2 separate regions of the Mus musculus genome follow, and region 1 is linked to region 2. Evidence: chromatin contacts called from public Hi-C data. All regions are on one chromosome and are shown on one strand. The core of a region is the stretch at or near the end of the contact, and the rest is flanking DNA. Distances in the headings are between cores, read along the strand shown.

What was found. Hi-C and Micro-C count contacts between places; a contact is called where the count stands out from the background.
Region 1: a Hi-C map of the C2C12 cell line shows a contact between it and region 2, with 2.4 times the contacts expected there. The contact joins the enhancer-like site here to the promoter of Ccdc190 in region 2. A contact is called at or near these places in 5 of 484 Hi-C or Micro-C datasets (the C2C12 cell line, embryonic fibroblasts, embryonic stem cells and 1 more).

Annotation. Positions count from the first base shown.
Region 1 is chr1:169,775,419-169,778,334 of GRCm38.p6, forward strand. No RefSeq gene overlaps it. Among named protein-coding and RNA genes, the nearest start is that of Gm22114, 23 kb to the right of the region's middle. Within about 2 kb of position 1,388, at least 13 of the 459 cell types and tissues checked have an H3K27ac peak or open chromatin away from gene starts, as enhancers often do. A contact at or near this core is called in the C2C12 cell line, where this site is marked.
Region 2 is chr1:169,927,615-169,930,807 of GRCm38.p6, forward strand. Ccdc190 (coiled-coil domain containing 190) reads left to right here and starts at 1,325. Exons shown (of 4, transcript NM_001033185.2): 1 at 1,325-1,389; 2 at 2,305-2,546. The coding sequence starts at 2,360. Gm39699 (a long non-coding RNA gene) reads left to right here. Exons shown (of 3, transcript XR_865723.1): 2 at 207-415; 3 at 696-974.

The sequences.
Region 1 (2,916 bases), core at 138-2,637, 150 kb before region 2:
TTGGAGGTGTAAGCTAAATAAACCTTTTCCTCCCCACCTTGCTTCTTGGTTATGATGTTTTGTCCAGGAATAAAAACCCTGACTAAGTGTGATTGTCTGTATATTCTTGGACCAGGGAGTGGCACCATCTAAAGGTGTGGCCTTGTTGGAATAGGTGTGACCTGGTTGGAATAGGTGTGTCACTGTGTGTGTGGGCTTAAGACTCTCACCCCAGTTGCCTGGAAGTCAGTCTTCCACTAGCAGCCTTTGGATGAAAATGTAGAACTCTCAGCTCTGCCTGTGCCATGCCTGCCTGGATACTGCCATGCTCTCACCTTGATGATAATGGACTGAACCTCTGAACCTGTAAGCCAGCCCCAAGTAAATGTTGTTTTTTATAAGACTTGCCTTGGTCATGGTGTCTGTTCACAGCAGTAAAACCCTAACTAAGACACTAAGATAACACCCTATAAGGAGAATTTAATTTGCATTTCCTACATATGAGGTTTAGTTACTCCTTAGTGTACATTGAATATTTAGAATAATTTTTCTCTTGACGTCATTTTCATTTGAATTGTCTGTCAAAGAGAAACTGACTTTGTCAAGTACTTATAGGCTTATTTTTTTTAAAGCCAGCTGAAAGCAATCCAGGTTTCCATCAATAGGTTACAAGTTCAGAGCTTGCGGTCCACCCATACAATGAGATACCATGATCTGAGTGTTGGCAAAAGGAGACAAATTGCACAGTTTTGACAAGATGCCAAAGATACAGCAAGTGAAACAGCAAATGTTGCTATACACTTTCATCTTAGCAAGTTCATCGAATGTAATCAGACAATGCTTCAGATACACAAAAATGGCCTAGGGAAAAAGAGTTAAGTTTCACTTCTCAACAATGACCACGTATACAATGACGATGATGATGATGAACTTTACGTGATTGCATTGTTAAAGTAATTTGCTTCTTAGGAGACACAGTAATAGGCTAGTCAGACTCCATTTTCTACATCATGTAACCCCCTAGGCAAAAACAATACATTTTTCAGCAATATTAGATTTCCAAGGGCAGGCACTGACATTTTTCTGTCAAGGGGAAATCTCTGTCAAAGCCTCAGGATGGTGAAGTGGGAAGCTGAGCTGAGGAAATACCTGAGATCCACCTCCACATAAATCGAGGAAGCTGCCTTCGCTTCCGCTTACTAACAATGATAATACCAGCTTTCATCATCTGACTACACAGAGGCTTTCACCACCTTTTCAAAGCTAAGGTCAAGGTAACTCCAGCAGGGAAGAGCAGACCCATAGCAGAAGACAAATCCCCAGAAAGGAGACACTGCTGGGAGCAAAGAGAAGCCTTTGTGGGCAGATGATTCAGCAGACAATCACCCAGGGGAATGTCCCAACCACCAGAGGCTCCTGGCTGCGTAGGGAACAAGAGAGTTCAGAGAACCACTCCAGCGCCTCAAGAGGCAGGACTTGTGCTATGCCGACCTTGCCCTTGAAGAATCCCTATTGGAAAATGCACTTCCCTAGAAATTTAAGATCGTGTATTTGTTTAAAATTGACACACATTTTTTTTCTATTTTCTAACCCATCCGTGTTGCTCATATCTGAACGATCGTTTTTATTCCCTATATTTACAGTAATATCTGCTATGTCATTGGAAATGAACAGTATATGTCTTAAATGTTTTCAGTAGCTCCTGGGAAGAGAAGTATTCTTGTTGATGTTATTTAGTCTTTTCACTGGAACTTCCTTAGCTGGAAAAGAAAAATCATAATCCCATCACTTTGGAGTTGAGTGACAACTAAATGGGGCAGGGGCAGGAAGGTATGAAATGTATCCTGGTCCATGTGACATGATAAATGTTGATTTAAATGCTAAATTTCCTCCTTCAAAGCTGTTTTACAACATGGAAAAAAAAAACACTTCCAATTTTTAGTGAAAATTATTTTTCTTCTATATGCCAAAGGAAGCAAGACAGAGTTTTTCCAGAAATTTGAAGCATCAATGTTCAGGGCAGTTATGGAAACAAGTCTCTGAAAATTACTTGTTTCTGTTCTACCATCTTCACTACCTTGTTTCCTGTTCAAGCTTGCCAAATGATCCAGTATGGTGACTTTATGTTTTCTTTCCTGACGGCTACCATATTTAAAATTCAAGAAGAAGGGGAACACAGAGGGGAAGTGCTAAAGGCCAAATCTGGGGAAGATCTTTGTCTGAAGATGGTTCCGGAGGCTTCCTTGGTAGTCAATCTACCTTCAAAGTTGACTGCACTGTCTAAAGTTTCAGTTGAAAAATGATGTTAACATGAATATGAGGTACTGTTATAAGAGCACAAAGAATTAATCTTGAGTGGGCAACATAGTAATCTGCTCCAGATATCAACGTTAATATATTAATGTCCAGCCTTGGGGAGTGCACACTTCTGGGCTTATGATGTAGGTAGTATCTTGCCCATGATTAATCTTGATTGTCAAGATGACACTTTATAAAAAGTAGCATGAGCTTAAGAAATGTTCCTCTAACAAAGCTAAAATATCAACAGAGAAGGCCAGCAGTGAGCTGCCTCCTGTTTCCAAAAATAGAAACTCTCATACATCATTTTAGTACATTTTTAAATAGAATAAGAAAGGCGAAGTTGGAAAAAATGAAATGGTCAATGGTCTGACAGACTTGGGATCCCAGTAAATCTCGAGTCTGGAGACATCAGTTTGAGCTGAATTTTTACTGACTTTTTGGTTCATCAAAATATGAGCTTCAAACTTTTATATCACTGCTACTTTTCTCTTCAAAGATAAACTTCTGGCTTGAAGGCACATTATATATAATATAATATAATATAATATAATATAATATAATATAATATAATATAATATAATATAATATATCTATTTTTTATTATTACTATTATTCCTGGGTTGCCTACTTTGGGAC
Region 2 (3,193 bases), core at 75-2,574:
GGGAGAGAAGAAGGAGAAAATGGAAGAGGGAGAGGACACAGAGGAGGAGGAGGAAGAAGAAAAGCAGAGCAGAAGAACATGGCTTGGAGAAACTACAAGTTCTAAGGGGTCACATAGATGTGGAAGATGGTAGTGTAGGGGTTGATCTGCCCAATCTAGGTGCACAGCATGGATTCATATTAATTGAGTTGTGCTTTCATTGCCAGGGCATATTTGGGCTGGATATTTACCGCTTCATGGGGGCAACAAAGCTCTGTTGCTATGCACTTCACCAGGCCTGCCGATGGGGACTAGAGTGCCAGTTTCCCTTATGCGGCACCCCACTTTCTGTAGTAATTGTCTTGGAGATTGTGCCCTACTTGTTTAAATCCTGGAGAGGAAGAACTTGTGCATGGGAGAAGCACTGGCTGGGAAGGTATCATTTCCTACTTAGAGAACAATGACCCGCCCTCCCTCTCTCACCTCCCCAGTAATCTCTTTAGAATAGTTTGTTTGCCGGGTGGTGATTGTGGGTAGTAGGGGCTGCTTAGCTGCCTTTCATAAACTGGGATTACTGGGCCCCAGTGTTGGCAGCTGTCTTTAGACTGTGGAATCTTACTGCCTCTCATTCTCAGAAGGATCCCCAAGGAAACAGTTAGAGTCCCATCCAGTATCTTCGTCTATAACCCATAGCTCAACTCTATTCTCTGCTGCAGCTCTCCAAACGTGAAGACAAAAGTTGATTCAAAAATATATATCACTTCATCTCGTGCTGTGTCCAAGCCTTTGAAAATCTAAATAAACTTTGAAATGCACCGAACAAGGCTGGAAGACTGGAAACACCCAGCGTGGAGCGCAATAACGTAGAATAAGCAAATTCAATGCCTTTCTGTGCAAAATGTGCCCAGTCATGAATGGGAAGGCAGGGTGCTTTCTTTTGGTTTCCAAGAAGCCAGAAAAGGGGTGGGAGATGGGGCGGGAGGAGGGGCAGGGGCAGGGGAGGTAGAAGCGAAGCAGAGGGAGGTGGAAGAGAAGAGACTGGTTACAAACAGTGAGGGACTCTTGGCTTTCATTCTTGGCTCCCATGGACACGGCCTAGGAGCACCGCAGGCCTCCCTGGGGAGGGCTGGAAGTTGGCAAGCTTCCTTTATCCTCAAAACAAGTTAGAGATGTGGCCTCTTCAAGAGCAAATGGGACCCAAGGCTCGAGGAGTCGACGGCATTCCTAACCAGGGGTCGCAGGAGGAAAGGACAGAGCTTTCGAGTGTAACTAACCTTCTCCTGGCCCCGCCCCCTTCCAGCCCCCTTCCCCACCCTCACCCCCCTTTACACAGGCTCACACGCTTAGTGAAGAAAACAAGCTTGGAGCCAAAGAAACAAAGATTTTCCTGGTGAGGAGCTGGGTTTGCAGGTAAGTGCTACCCCCTGTATTTTTGGGTGAAGCTTTAATCTATACTTCAGAATCTAAATCAAACTGACTCGAATTCGGCTCTTAAATTAGAGCTGCCTTGTGTCTGGCCTTAGCCCCACCCCACCCCCTTTTTTGACATTTCAATTTTTTTTTCTTATTCACTTTACATTCCACTCACTGATCCCCCTTCCCTCTCACCTCCTCCCACAATCCTTCCTTCCTTACCCCCTTCTCCTCTGAGTGAGTAACCCCCTCCACCCTCTTCCCCCTACCCTGGCACTTCAAGTCTCTGAGAGGCTAAGCGCCTCCTCTCCCACTGAGGCATCCCAGCTGAAAGAGCACATCCCACATACAGGCAACACCTCTTGGGACAGTCCCCCGCTCCAGTTGTTTGGGACCCACATAAAAACCAAGCTGTACACCTGTTATATATGTGCAGAGTCCTGGTCCAGCCCATTTACGGTCTTTGATTGGCCGTTCAGTCTGGGAGAGTCTTGAGGGTGCAGGTTAGTTGATTCTGTTCATCTTCCTGTGGAGTTCTTATCACCTTAGTGGCTGTAAACCTTCCTCCTATTCTTCCATAAGAGTCCCCAAGCGCCATCCACTGCTTGGCTGTGGGTGGATGCCCTTCTTTAATGCTAATCTTTTCCTGAACTACTACCACCAATACCTAAGGGAGAGCACCTGACCTGACTGACCACTATCCCGCATGCATTCTGTGTTGTAGCCCTGAGGTGAGTATTGGCAGGGACTCTCGTTCCTTCCTGAGAGTGCTACTGGAGTTAAGAAGGTAGAGGTGTGGGTTTGGATGTGGAGACTTCATCTGACTAGGCAGTTTAAGATTTAATAAAATTAGATTTCAAACTAATCAGTGACCAATGACCAGAAGCCACCATGCTGACCTTGTTCTTTCAGGTTATCTGTGGTCCCTGGAGGACACTGGCTTTACTGTCACCCACGCGTGAGGAAGATGGACAGAAGCATGGTGAAGGGACCTCTGTATAAGCAGTTTGACTTGGAGAGAAAGAGTGCCAGGCAAGCAGAAGCCAGACTCAGCCTTAGACTGCAAAGGCTGGAGATCATCTGCCTCTATCACGTGAAATCGCTAGCCAGGGAGCAGAGACAGCTTCAGAAAGAACTGCAGCGCCTGCAGCAAGGTGAGGCTCTGTCATGAGTGGCAATGGGCCCCCACTTCCAGTCCTAAGGAGTAATTTACTGGGGGAGGTGGGGGAGGGCACAGCCCCCGCCTCACGGTGGGATGCTCATTAACATTATCAGGTAGCTGCGTGTTTATAAGATCGATATAAAAAGAAATACCCTGTGCTTTTATGAATCCCATTCAAAAATATTCTCAATGCTAAAATGGAGTTATTTCTACGGTAAGGAAGGAGCCCCCTGTTCCTGTTAGAAGGCTCAAGGGTTGTATGAGCAGAACCTAGGAGCAGAAGAGAGAGGTGATGCAGGAGAGGGAAGTTGCCAAGTGATGCGTGGCTGGGTACCAGCTGACCATGCTTAGCAGAAAGGAAGAGTGTGTGCAAAGGGATAGACAAAGTATAGTTTGCCACAAATGGTTCCGCATTGCTGAACTGCTCATGCAGTTTCTGAACCCGTACTAACCAGGCAGCGACTCCAGCCATAGCTTCACAAGGGTAGACCCCATCCTACAGGGGCTGGGTGCAGGGGATTCCACGTTCATGGTTTAGAGATACAGTTTCTGACTACAGTGCTTATGAAGGAAGAAAGGAAGAAAGAAAGAAAGAAAGAAAGAAAGAAAGGAAGGAAGGAAGGAAGGAAGGAAGGAAGG